Linked DNA regions of Sparus aurata: region 2 is linked to region 1. Evidence: chromatin contacts called from public Hi-C data. All regions are on one chromosome and are shown on one strand. The core of a region is the stretch at or near the end of the contact, and the rest is flanking DNA. Distances in the headings are between cores, read along the strand shown.

What was found. Hi-C and Micro-C count contacts between places; a contact is called where the count stands out from the background.
Region 2: a contact with region 1 is called in a Hi-C map of an unstated tissue, with 5 times the contacts expected there. The contact joins the promoter of foxd2 here to the promoter of trabd2b in region 1. A contact is called at or near these places in 2 of 2 Hi-C or Micro-C datasets (skeletal muscle and an unstated tissue).

Annotation. Positions count from the first base shown.
Region 1 is chr11:13,433,739-13,440,841 of fSpaAur1.1, reverse strand. trabd2b (TraB domain containing 2B) reads right to left here and starts at 3,908. Exons shown (of 7, transcript XM_030432286.1): 1 at 3,450-3,908; 2 at 1-528. The coding sequence starts at 3,563.
Region 2 is chr11:13,598,788-13,605,890 of fSpaAur1.1, reverse strand. It overlaps foxd2 (forkhead box D2), which reads left to right and starts at 3,788. Exons shown (of 1, transcript XM_030432391.1): 1 at 3,788-6,101. The coding sequence starts at 4,310. The coding sequence ends at 5,398.

The sequences.
Region 1 (7,103 bases), core at 2,659-5,158:
CACCCGCTCCACCGCCCCCGTGATCTTTCCCATCCTCTCAGCCTCTTGAGCCAAGAACAGGTCCAGCACCGGCGTCCCCCTGGACCGGACGTCCCACTCCGTCAATGAGTTGACCATCAGCATCACCCACACAGGCCTTTTCCTCTCCCAGTTTCCTGCTATGGCGTTGAACAAGTAGTCAGCGTACAGGCCACGGCCACGCTGGTCGGCAGTCATCCAATAGGGCATCATGTGTTTGACGTAGTCCAGGTGGCGTTTGAGGCGGCGGTACAGGTCCCGAGGTAGCAGCATCTGCAGGTTCTCGCCGTGGGGCAGCAGCTGGCAGCTGGTCAGCTTGGAGATGGTGAGAGGGTCGGTCAGGTCGAGCTCAAAGAAAACATTGCGGCTGTTGTGGAAGGCCTGCTTGGACCTGTCGGGGATGAAGTCCCAGACCCGGGTGTAGGGCACGTGGATGGTACCGAATAAGTAAGAAGGAGGGTGTGGAGGCGCACGCTGTACTCGCCACAGGAAAGAGTTCATGTCGCTTTGCTGTCAAGGTGGAAGAAGAAGGAGGGAAGCAAAGAAAATAAGATTTTGAGAGTAAAAGGAAATAAAAACACCAGAGCCGTCACGTTAGAGCAATTTGCCGTGCCTTAAAACTAAAGCTGACACATCTCTCGTCTGTTGTGGTTTACTGGCTCATAGGCTCGGGTCAACAAGTTAAAGATTGAAATACCATTTTGAGAGGACGGCAGGGGAAGCATGAAGTCGTGTCAGCTCGGGGCTGAGCTGCGAGGGCTTGCTGCTGTGGTGCAGGCAGCGGGTTTATAGAGGGGCCTTCTGGGCTGTAAACAGACCCCCGTGTATTGTTGAGGTGCATACCTCGGTTGCCAAAGCCTCTTTCGGCCTGGGAAGCATTTTGAAGGCTGCAGCGCAAATATACTGCGCTGGAGCTCATAAAAGCCAAGAAAGCTGAAAGAAACCTGCTCTCGGCTCTGACCCCACTGTGATACTATTGTTTGTGATTTATTTATTTTAATTTTTTTTACGCCAGACGGGGAGATCTGCTGCTGACAGCCTTAAGTACAACACTGTTTTTGTCCTCTGCAGGAAGTGTTTGTCTACTGCGGTTATCTTTACACGAAACAATGCCGAGATGGAAATTAAATCACCGAAAGCCACTGAAAAACGAGCGGAGGGCCTCACACTGCCTTTAAAATATGTTTCTTGTTAAGGGCTCTGTGAATGTGCCGTGCATGTGCGATGACTTTGATGTTGGCATTATTCAAATATGAAGAAAGAATTAGCTTCTATAAACAGAATCAAACTCCTGGCCTCCGAGACACGCTGCAATCAGGCATTTGAGGGATGAAACCCATTACTGTAAAATAAAGTTATTCTTAGACAATGTTTACTTCTAAAATTCAATCAGAGTTTCCGTCAGACGTGTTCCAGTTATGATGCGCCGCTGCCAACCCTGCCTTTGTCACATAAAACTCTCTCTAGAAAAACTTCTGCCAGGAGCGAGTCAAGTTGTTCGGTGTGGGATGTTCTGTTATCATCACAGTTGACTGCAGCAAACATGCAGTCATCTCTGGCACAGTCTCTCCCCCGCGTCTCTGACAAAACGCATCTAAAGTGCTGCACTTAATCCGAGAGCAAGCTTTCCCCTTCTTCGCTCAAAATGTTTGCTTCTAACGCGATTTTCAGGCTGGCAGGGCGCACACTGACGGGAACACTTTGGACGACATTAGTGCATTCTCCATCATATTTTTCATACACGGAAACTTACAAAGCTGAACCTATTTATTATTTTTTTATTTGTGCAGCATTTTGTCATCCCTTAACAAGCTACTCGGGCCCCTGAATAAGGACTTTTTCGACATGGAAAGTAAGTGTGGCCGTGTCCAGACGAAGAGGAGAGATTCCCCTCTGCTGTTGAAGCTGCGTGGACGTTTTTGGAGAGCCCTGACGAGCAACGGCTCCTTTTTATGGGGGTAATTACTCTTAACAGAAAACAGAGACCACTGTACTGACGCATTACAAATCACATGAAGTCTTCACTGATCGCTGGCAACACATTCATTATCCGCACATACAGGACATAACGCACACGTAAAAACAAAAGCCACCCTCATGATCCTCGCGCACAACAGCCAGGAGCCATATTTATAAATGTGCCTGTTGCTGAGAGGTTGTTTTTTGTTTTTTTTCCAGAAAGGAAACTTGTTGAAGGTGATGATTTTAATTCACATCAATAACCTCCCCTCCCCTCCTTCATGAGGATGCGTTCACAGTGGGAGGCCGGCTGACAGACCCGTGAACCGGAGCTGCAGCGCGGCTGGGCGCCGCTGCGCCTCCCCGCCGTGAGGACTTCAAGCCACATCCATGACTCCTACCAGTGTGCCTGATAAGTGTTTTAATGGGCCTTGTGTTGCGGTGAAACGCGATCGCGACAGAGAAAAAAGGTCAGGGAAACGTAATTTTTCCAAATGAAGTCAAGTCACCCGTGGGTGTTCCCCCCACTTGCGTTTGTCACATAAACAGTCATAAAGTTGGCGCGAGTTAACAATTTCTCCTGGAAACCGCTTTTTATTCCAGCTGCGGTTCTGAGAGGTTCATTTATGAGTCAGTACAGAAAATACATAAAGATAAGGCAGTGTTGTCTCTAATCACTGTCTCCTAGTTAATATTAGGCTATTTGATATTATAATATCAGCCTAATATCAATACACGTTATTAGTAATTATTATTATTATTATTATTATTATTATTATTATTATTAGGCATTGTAGACAGTGTGTCAATTAACAAGCAACCCTAATCATGCAATTTTAACTTGTGCATCTTTATGTATTATTTATTCATCTTATCATCTGTTTATTATTTATTCATAAAAAAGTATTCAAATGTTTTATTGTTTTAAAATGAGTCATAACCTTTGACCTCATCATAAAGCAGGACTCTGATAACTGATAAACGACATGAGGTGTGACTTTCTCGCCCTGCCATGCACGTTAAATCCTAAAACACTATAAATACTATTAAAGATAACTAAGTTGAGTCTCGCCGTTGTTTCTCCAGCTGGAACCAAGAAACACTGACCAGTTTTGTCCCCATTGCTCTTAAAAGGCGTAGTTGTTCATTAAACAAATCAGCTCCCACCAAGAAATGTTAACTGAAATATGGAATACAAATTAATTTATTATGAAATGTATTTGATTTTTTAAATCTATTTTTCCATCTGAGCCCTCATGTTCCCTCCACCTCCCAACACAAAGTGACGCCCTCGTCCAGAAAGCTCACTTTCTTGACAACAAGTGTCACCTCTGCAGCATGACTGGCTTTAACGCACTGGACTCTTGTGTGTTCGTCTACGCGAACTTTCGAACGCGAGTTTATCTCGGTAGAAAGAGAAAAAAAACGATGGGGTGTCCTTGACTTGATAAAGTGCCCAACACGCGACTCACCGACTTTGGTGGGTCGCACTGCCTCGGTCTGTCCGGTCGATGTGCGCCCCAGGGTGCCACAGTGTGCAGGAGAGCGCTCAGGAAGACCCAGCTGAATCCCGGCAGACAGACCATCGTGTCGAGGTGACAGGACACTTCCTAACAGTCAGCTCTCAGACACGTTTCAGTCTGCTACTTCTCACTGCCCTCTCCTCTTGAAGTGACAAAGAAAAAACGTTACCGGTGGCCTCTTGGCTCACATGTGCCGCTCGGCTGGAGGACCATTCTGCCCCTTCGACATTCCCGACTGCTCTCCGCTCTCTTTTAAAAAAAAAAAACTGTTTCTCCTTGAGGCAGGAGCTGCTGCTGCTGCTGCTGCTGCTGCAAACTCTTTGGAGAGTTTCCGCGGTGCGCTCCGAAAGTTTGGAGCGCCTGGACTGGTAAAAGAGAGAGGGAGGTGGGACGATCTGAGTAGCCCCTCTACCCCTCAGCCCAACACACACACACACACACACACACCCAAACACACACAAACCTGCTTCTTTTAAGAGGAGGGAGCCAGGTTCAGAGTGGGATGACAGGTTTGCGTGAGTAAAGCCCCTCAAGACAGACCCACCCCCCCCCCCCACCAAAAAAAAGAGAGCAGAGTGGTAAATGAATGTTCTTCTTGCATCCTGCCTGCAGTGTGAGCTCGGACATAAGGCAGTGTTTATAGTCTGCTAGGAGAGTCCATCAGGCTCAGGAAGGAGATTATATGGCTGTTAAGTCATTTTGATCTTTGTCTGGTATCATTTTATATGGTTGCTGATTTAGCTAATTAACTTGTTTAAAGGTGCGCTATGCAGTTTTGGTAAAAAAAAACCATTTTTGATCAGGAGGTAAAGATCTGCATCGACTGATTTCTTGTTCACGAATAAACGGCATAAATGAACTGACTTTAAAGGACAACACATGCTGTTTTACCTTGTTCATATGTGGCGGACCCTGCCACCTTTCTAGCTTCAACCAGTGTTCCAAGGACCTTATTTTCCTCTGAGAACCGCTTGTTTATTCAGTTAGTTATCACCTCATTTATATTGTGATTGTTAATATCCTGCGTTTTAACGTCTTCGCTGCCCCTTTAACTTGATCATATTCATTCGTGTTATGCCTGTTATCGGCTAAACTCTCGCAGCTCAAAGGTTTTAAGAAATGATCGCTCACAGTTCCCACGGTCTTCTTTCGGACTGGTCGGCCTAATGTCCGGTTCCCTGAATCGTATTTTTCTCGCGTCCGTCTCACTCCCGCGCTGTGACATTTGTTTGATATTCTCTCCTAAAAAAAAATGTACGGCGTAATTGGGTTTCCTACTTTAAAGAAAAACTGCAGAGCCATGAGGTCAGGTGGCATGGCTACGCAGAGGTTTGTTTCGTCTTGCTTTTCAACACAGTCATTCTGGAGAAGTAAATGAACAATATTTCATACGCTGTCATGTGTTTCCTCTTCGGCGGGATCACATTTATCTCTGTCCGTCTCTGTTTGACAAACGCCGCGGCACTACGTGCGTATATGAGGGTCTTGAGCCTCGGACCTTATATCTGTGATTAATGGTCTGAGTAAAGACAACTGTGAGAAGTGTTTTATTTATATTCAGTTTAACGCTCGTCTTAAGATGTATTAGTCTTGATGGGAGGCAGAGATCTGGAATAAACCTCTCGCGTCAAGAGAAAGTGGCCCTCTCTGCCGGCAGAGGCCACCGTGTCAACGCTTCACTACTCTGCCATGACCTCAGTTATTGTCCGGGTGGCAGACAGTGTGACAGAGTCAAGTAGTGGGAAATTTATCATGGAGACCCCTCAAACAAGTGGCACCGGGCCCCCCCTCCCTGCAGGCCAGTGGCAGACAGACCTCGGACAAGCAGCTCTTTGTCCCGGGCCATGTTCTCCCCTCCTCTCCACTCCTCTTCTCACCACTCCGTGCTCACTTGTGTTACTGGGCGGCTTTGTTAGCGGCCGGCTGTCCCTGTACGCTCATTGTATTTTCCGTTCAGATGAGGTCCTATTGGGGCGTTTCTGCTGAGTGTCTTTGATCAGCTTGTCTTTTAACACAGTCTCACGTTGTAAAACTGTGACACTTCTGCCCTTTGACCCCCTTGACTTCTTTTATTGGGCACCATTCATCAAGCTTGTCGAATCTGAAAGACTGGAAAGTCAATATTTCTTTGTTTCATACAGCTGCACAAACTTCGTATGGTTTCAGATTCGGGACGGCAGCGTATAAAGGAATCAAACAATGGAACCGTGTCGATCTAATCTGATCTTTTCATCCCCGCTGCTCTGTTTTCTCCCCTTTGCTCTGAGACAGGTGTGGGATTTCAGTTAGCGGGTTTCATCTGCTCTAATATGTCCACCTGTGGACTCAGGTACTTGCTTTAAACCACACCTTGCGAGAGAGGGCTTCTCTTTGAAGGAGCTATTCACATTCTTGGCCGGTTAGAAGAGGGCTTATGAGCGGCTGGCTGCAGGAGATTCCTGGACGGGGGCCAGCGCTTACAGCATAGCACACATATAGCTGGGGACGAAGGAAGACTTTAAAGTTAATGTTCTGTTAGCAGACCGCAGAAACACGCGCTTACAGAGCGCACATCTGGGGAGGCGTTAGCGAGAGAGGTGGACAGGTTTTCAAATGTTAAACAAAGTATATCTACAATGGAATACCCCTGCTTTTACTTCCATTGACTTTGCATGTTTTGCACGAATGTTTCCATTCTACACAGTATTCATCCCATATGGCAGCAGTGGACTCAGGATGTTTGAGGGGCAGGGGTGAAATAGTCACGCACAAAGTCGTGATACATTTATAGTAAACTGAAAGGTCAACTGCTTTGTAACATTTTCTCCACTGGAAGGGCGACTGCCCCCCTGCACTTCCCCTGACTCCACCGGTGCCATATGGACAGATAGAGGAAAAGCCCAGGGGGAGACAGGGACAGGGAAAAGAAAGAATGAAGAGACCTTGTTAATGTCTGTGGCCCCTGCAGCTTGAAGGATCCTGTATCTGCTTGTCCTTGTGGCTCCGCGGCTGCCTGTCGGTCTGATGCTGTGCAGAAGCCCTGCCACAAAACCCCAACATTAACTCACTGCCTCTGCCCCGGCATCATTACACGTCTATCTGTGTGTAATGATAGAGGTGCTGCTTCTATTACAACTACTACCACTGCTATTACGCCACATGAAAAGGAAACGTGAACGGGGGAAGCGGAGGCTGGATAAGTGGGTGCTTTGTTTGTTGTGCACACAGGGACCCCTGGTGGCGTGAGGAAGAATTAAAGATGATGCACGGCGTGGACAAAGGTGAGGGACGCAGGCGGATTGGCGACCCGAGGGCAGAGAGATAGTGATAGAGATACATAGCTTCAAAGAAAATGTGAGTATGATGGATATGAAGGAGTGGCTCGTAGCTTTAGGCAGCCATACTTCAGAGACTCACTGTCAGACTGGCTGCGAAGGCCACAGCGAACAATCTCTCCGTCTGTTGTCTCTGTTCACAGCTGGACTACACACACACACACACACACAGACACACACACACACACACACACACACACACACACACACACACACACACACACACTCCCTGGCTATCTCCACCCGTCTCTTGCTCGGGCTCCAATATCCTCTGTCCCGCTTTGAAGAT
Region 2 (7,103 bases), core at 2,539-5,038, 170 kb before region 1:
TAGACCTGCTGACTACATGTGACTATTGATGCAAGAAGGAACACAGCAAGATAAGTGGTTGGCTCCCTCAGCTCTCGTTTCTCATGCAGGGGTTTTTTTTTTCTTGATAAAGAAATGTCAATAAAGTGCCCTTTTTTGCACAGCCTGGACTCAAGAATCTGAACGACTTGAGAGGGGGTGGCATTGAAATACCTGAAAAGGTTTGTGCAGCAAAACTCACTGTGTTGGAAAAGTCACATCTGTCCAGTTGTCTGAAAAACAACGTAAATAAATGCAGAACTGTGTGTTTAGTTTTGTACATAATCAAAACATCCCGGTGTCCCTGTGCTTCTATCAATAATTGGCTTCATATACTGTATGTCATAAGAGCTTTTGAACATTGTGCTGCACATATTCTAATGCCAGAGATGTGGACTCGAGTCATTGCGACCTGAACTTGAGTCGACTCAAGTCAACGTTCTGACGAAAGTAAAAGACTTGAGACTCAACTTGGACATGGAAGTTAAAGACTTATGACTTGATTTGGAACATCACAGTCATCAGTCTGGCTGTCAGTATTTCACTATTAAAAAGTGACGGGGAGGGAATATCTTTTAATTGCTTCCTATAAATATTTTTGTTTGATTATAGTTATTTCACTGAATATCGATAAAGAAATACAGGTCATTGTTCTAGTTCTTGAACAGAGTGGATACATTGGTGAAGGATATTATTATTTGACAGGAACTCTAATACCTCGTCTTTTCTCTGTAAAATCATTGTACACTGAAGGTCAGACTTCAGGTTCTTCTGCAGGGAAAAAGTGGCCTGATTTGGGACTTGACCTGACTTTGAACACAACCTTTGACTTGACTTGTTCAGCAAAAAAGACCTCGGACTCACTTGAGAGTTGAACTGACCTGAGTCACATGGCTGCCTCACACTTACTGCTAAGCTGCTCTTTTCACTTGAGGCTAATTCCTGATCCTCTGTTACACCCTACTTTGGGCAGATTGCTTCATTTAACCTCCAAATGTTGCAAGATGCTCCACCACGCTGATCTCAGGTAATAAAACAAACTCAGAAATATTTATATTTTCAATGACTGTAGAAACAAGCTGTTCTCAGAGGAAAGTACATTTCCCCAGAATGCTGTTTGGAGCTAGAAAGGTGGCAGGGTCCACCACATGTAAACAAAGTAAAGCAATATGAAACTGTGTTGCTCTTTAAGGTCTGCTTGTTTAATCAGATATTCAGTCATGAAATTAATCAATAAAGGGATTTCTCTTCTGATGAACATTACTTCTCCAAAACATGCACCTGTAATAAAGACTTATTTCCATATCGACATGCTGCTGCTGCGTTTCACTTTAAATTTAATTTGCACCTTTCTCGAAATCTCAGATGACCTCGGGAGCCTTTAGCTGAGTGGGAACTTTTTCAGCGTTACTATTTGCCATCAGGACACAACACTGGAGCAAACTGTCCACAGTTGTGGAGTTTCATTTTCCACAAAGCAACAGCAGGGGGCGCTTCAGCACCACAAACTTCGACGATCGGAAACCTCTCCATCCGGCTAGAATCACGGATCACGAGAATAAGAACCTCACTCGACCTCTGGAAACTTGAAGAAAGAGAAGTAATCCACTAATGCGCGCTTTGTTGTTAAATTCGAATTCATTACAAATCAAATTAAATTAAAGAAAAAATGGAAGAAAAAAACGTTAAAGCCTTTTCAACCATATAATGCGACAGAATGAAACATGTGCGGGTACACTGCGGATACTGCATAACAAAAAGAGTTGTAAATGAAAAGAGGCCTTCTGTGACACAGAAATACGAGTTTTTAAGCGGCTCGTGTGGACATTAATTTATGTAGCCTATTGATTGTCACATACAATATTTAAAGAGATATTCCAACACCGTGTAAACCAATCAAGTCTGAGTATACTAGTGATCAGGTCCAAGTGAACAATTAAGTGCTGGTTTTGGAGGACAGTGTGAGAGGTCAAATAAATAAATACATAAATGAATGAAACGTGGACCGTAATTTCATCCCATCGCGTCAGAAACTTCAGCGCATCTATGAATGACAATGAGAAATATGTGGCGATAAATCAGGCCGCCTGCTGTGTGATGAGGGTCTATTTCAGATTTAACAGGCTTGTGACAGGCGGGTCACACAGGAAAACTCGCTTCTCGATCAGGGCTGTTAGACAAGCTGCATGCTTGACTTGAGCTCAACTCAGCTCCTTCAATCAGAGAGAGAAAAAAAGTGACGAACGCAAACTTAAAGCAGCAAAACGCACGATGCAGATATACAAAACACAAGACAGGTGACAATGTGTGTGTGTTTGTTGGACCTGTGCTGATGTGGTGGATTAGGACGACGCATCACACGCTGTCCCTCTGCTGGCCCTCCTGCGTTGACCGAGACGAGCTGGAGCAGGTTGCAGCTGACTGTGTGCAGCCCTGGGAATTGTGCAGGAAAAATGCACGATGGGTTCATGTTGTGACTTCTTGACGAGGAAAAACACACACACACACACACACACACACACACACACACACACACACACACACACACACACACACACACACACACACACACACACACAAAACCCAGTGAGAAGTGATGAGGGAATTAGGCTACTGGCCGAGAAAAAAAAGAAAAAAAAAAACTCTGAGCGAGGGAGGGGGACGATTAAATCCGGACAAACCGGACAGATTATTAGTAAAGACAACAGACGAGCAGCTCCGCTTCTGCTGAAGATATTTCACGCGCTGAATACTTGAAATAAAAATGATGAAAACGAACTAAAAATGAAAAGAATACTCATTAAACATTAATACTCACGAAAACTGTAATAAAAGAGTCACTGAAGTGAATCTGACATTTTTAAAATCAATTATAAATGTTTAGCCATTTTTTACCTTCAATATTGTGCACTTTATTTCTAATTACACATGTATAGTGTTCGAAGAGTAGCGACATAATAATAATAATAATAATAATAATAATAATAATAATAATAATAATAATAATGATAATAATAATGATAATAATACTCAGAATCAGAATAATCATGATAATGTCTCAATGTCATTTTCTTCGATGAGCAATCAGAAATTTGATCGCAAATAAAATTCGCAGTCGCCCCGTAAACAAATACCATGTTTGAAATGAGTAAAATGTAGGCCTATATTATATATCGATACATGCCTGTGTTTTGCTTTGCTTGTGTTTGTGTGTTATTTAATAAAGACCAAAGTTACAGTCATCAGAGAACACCTACTACTCCTCTCACCTCACACTGCAAAAAAAAAAGAAAGAAAAAAGTTAATTCAATTGAGTCCCGCAACCTCCTGTTAAAAAAAATCAACTTTTTTTTTTAAATGAAAATGTGAAATTTCTTCGTTGATTTGTCAGCGAGAGTTTTTTTTTTATTTTAATGCATTTTATTTTACAGTCTACGTTTCCGTAATGAACTGTCAATATATTGATATGAACAGAATGCGGTCGATCTCCAGCTATATTCTGATATATATAATCTTATTCTTAATCGAGTCCATGTGCTGCAGGAACAGCTGATATCGCCCCTGTTTATAACCCACATGTTTGCCTTATTCTGGTTTTAATTTGTAAACGAAATATGAAATGTGGCTTTAAAGGTTCAAGAGCACATCCGAATATTACTTTTTGCAGGGTAATTTCGTCCAGTTCCTGGTAACAGTGACTCAAAGACCACGTGACCAGCGTGCTCCTATAAATACCTTTTGAGAGCTAAGGAGGAGAGTGTCAGAGTCTGGCTGGATACCTACCCAAACCCGTGCGTAAAAGATATTTTGGACAGACTCTTGGATATCCAAAAGTAGTTCCTCTTTTTTTTTTTTTTTTTTAAATGACCTCGACCATAAACTGATCGCGGACGGAAACAATCGCATCTCAAGACCACACAAAGTCCAGACCGGTGTGAGATCGATGATCTTTGACTGTTTTGTTTCAAACCAGAAGTTTTTTTTCTGCTCGAAGAGAACCGCGCACGGCCCCGCTTGACCAGCGTCGGACGCCCAGGAGTCGCCAAATCCACAGGTCAAAGAGTTCTTTATATTTTCAATAGATTCTAGCCATGTGTGCATTCAGTAGTTGGAGATAAAGCTGCAGCAAAAAAAAAAAAAGAAAAGAAAAAAAGATTGGTGTGGTTGTGAGGGGGAGAGAGAGAGGGAGAGACAGGGGGAGTGTGTGTGTGCGCTCTCGCTCGGTAGCCTCACCGGACCAGAGGAGGAGGAAATCTGGGAGAGAGGGGGAAGAGAAGCGGCGTCTCCAAGGATGACTTTAGGGACGGATATGTCCGACAGCTCTGCATTGTCCGAAGATGTGGACATCGATGTGGTCGGGGGTGACATATCCGTCGGAAAGGACGGGAAGTACATTCGCCACGAGTTCAACTTGGACAATGACTCGGACGATAATTACTCCCAGAACGCGGCCGAGAGGGTCTCCTCCCCCGGGCTCAGCAGCTCCGACTGCCCGTCAGACCAGATGGGCTCCGGCGCAGAGGTCGGGAGCGTGATCGGGGACAAACCCAGAAAAAGTGCACTTGTGAAGCCGCCGTACTCTTACATCGCCCTGATCACCATGGCCATCCTGCAGAGCCCCAAGAAACGCCTCACTCTCAGCGAGATCTGCGAGTTCATCAGCAACAGATTCCCCTACTACCGGGAGAAATTCCCCGCCTGGCAGAACTCCATCCGCCACAACCTGTCCTTAAACGACTGCTTCGTGAAAATCCCACGAGAGCCGGGCAACCCCGGGAAGGGCAACTACTGGACCCTCGACCCGGACTCCGCAGACATGTTCGACAACGGGAGCTTCTTGCGCAGGAGGAAGCGCTTCAAGAGGCACCAGGCGAACGAAATCCTCAGGGACTCCGGTGGCTTTCTTCCCGGGTTTGGATACGGCCCGTACGGATACAACTATGGACTCCAGCTGCAAGGCTTCCACGCAGCGCACAACCCGTATCACCCGCACCACACAGGTGGTTCCTTCCCCTTCCCTAACGCGCCCTGCACCTTGCCCCCATCAGCCTCCATATTCCCCGCGCCGCACCCCCTGCCCTCACTTTTAGGGGCCGATTTAAGAAAGCCCTTTTACCCCCAACTAAGCCCGTCTCTGCCGCCTCTCAAGACGGACTCCAGCGCCCCGAGCCGGCCTTCATTCTCCATTGACAATATCATCGGTGGCGCCAACTCCACCGCCTCTTCCTACAGCGCGCAGCCGGGCAGCCAGGCGCAGATCCTGGCCATGTTGACCCCAGCACTGGCCTCTGCTTCCAGCCATTTGGACATATTACAACCCGGGCCACCGGGTCAGACTTTTTCCAGCAAAACCCCGACTATGAACACTTGTCCCTTCTAGAAAAAAAAAAAAACAACACAAAAATAAATGGCGAGACTGCTCCGAAAAAGAACTTTTAATAAAAAGCCAGTTGTGGCGTCGTGCTGTGTGAAGGAAGGCTGTACATGCTCGGTGAAATAAGACTGTTTTCTGGCTCCTCTCTGTTTCCTAACAATGTACGAGGAGAGAAAATGTTTATTTATGGTTTGTAAATATGTGTATAATATTGACGGAGAAGCAAGAGAAACTCGGAGTACGAGCTTTTTAAAAACACGCTGGCCTGCAACCTGGCGTGTGGCCTTCACTTGCCGGTGGGAGAAAAAAAAAAAGAAATCCTGCGATTTTAACTTAACTTGTCACCCGATTTTTTTTTTTTTTAATATAATTGAGAATTTTATCATGATTTATTTTTTGTTTTTATCTTGTGCGTCGTGAGAAAAAATAATGGCACTGTTCTTGTTGTTGACATAGGCTGACAGAGATACGGCAAACTCAGGTTTTTACTTAGAAAGCACATGGAGACGAAAGGAGGGTTTCTGACTCAAACAAACAAACAAGCAAACAAACAAACAACAACAAAAAATCCAAACATTTCCCATCATCAACCCTCCTTGAATCTCCTCCACATGGTGATTTTGTGACAACATCATTTCATGTCAGTGGACACGTAGGCTATATGTGTTTCTTTTTTTTCTGGTATAAAAGAGCGCATTACCTCTCTCAATCTTTTTTCATTGTTGTTCGTTCCTTATCTATTTTACAATTGAATCTGTGAGACATACAGCATGTCATGTGTTGCCAATAGAGAGACAGAGAAAGAGAGACACCTAAATGTTCATAGGTCATTTCTTTTTGGTTGTAACGACAAGAATAATAAATGTTTGTGAATTTGAAAAAAAAGGGTTATCTACTTTTAATTGCATTGAAAGTTTTTCTCTCCACAAAAAAGAAAGAAAAAAAAAATACTAAAACAGACTAAACTACTTCAGGGTGATTCAGTGAATTAAATCAGACCAAATGAATTGACATACATGTTGGTTTTAAATCAGTTTTTATTCAATCACCTTTTTAGTTTTCCTTCATCAAAATCAAATCTTAATATTCACACTTGTTGAGATCAGAACTCCTCTGACATTCGGGGCCCGGTGGATCCAGGTGTAGACACGGCGATCGGATGAAACAGCCTCCCAGTAATGCAGTTAATTAAGACTCTGTCTAGGTGTGAGAAAAACCGCTCACAATCCGGTTCTAAACATTTCAGACACGACTCGACGTGTTCAACAGTCATGAATATCACGCAACAGTGCGCAAGTATTCCTCTTGTGTGGCTCTCGCTCGCTTGTAAAGGACCATTTTCCAGCGCGTTACAAAGCCCCCCCTCCTCCCTCCCTCCCTCTAAATGAATGGGGGCCACGCTAGCGGGCCTCGGCGCTCTGTAATTGAAAGTGAACAAGGATATACCCACGGTCTTTTGGGGTTTTCGTTGCTAATTTGTAGCAGCATTTTTCATCAGGCTCCTAATCCGCCATAATGCGGCTTTTCGGCCGTTTGTTGATGTTGTCAGTGCGGACCCCTGGCCCAGGGCGAGTGAATGTGCGCGCAGCGAGCGGTCCCCCCTGTGTGGGAGAGAGAGAGACGCAGCCACACACATTTAGAGCTCCTGAAAAGCAATCTTCTCTAAAGGCCCTCGGTTTGCTCCTGCTTTCATGTCGTCTGTGTTGTCTCG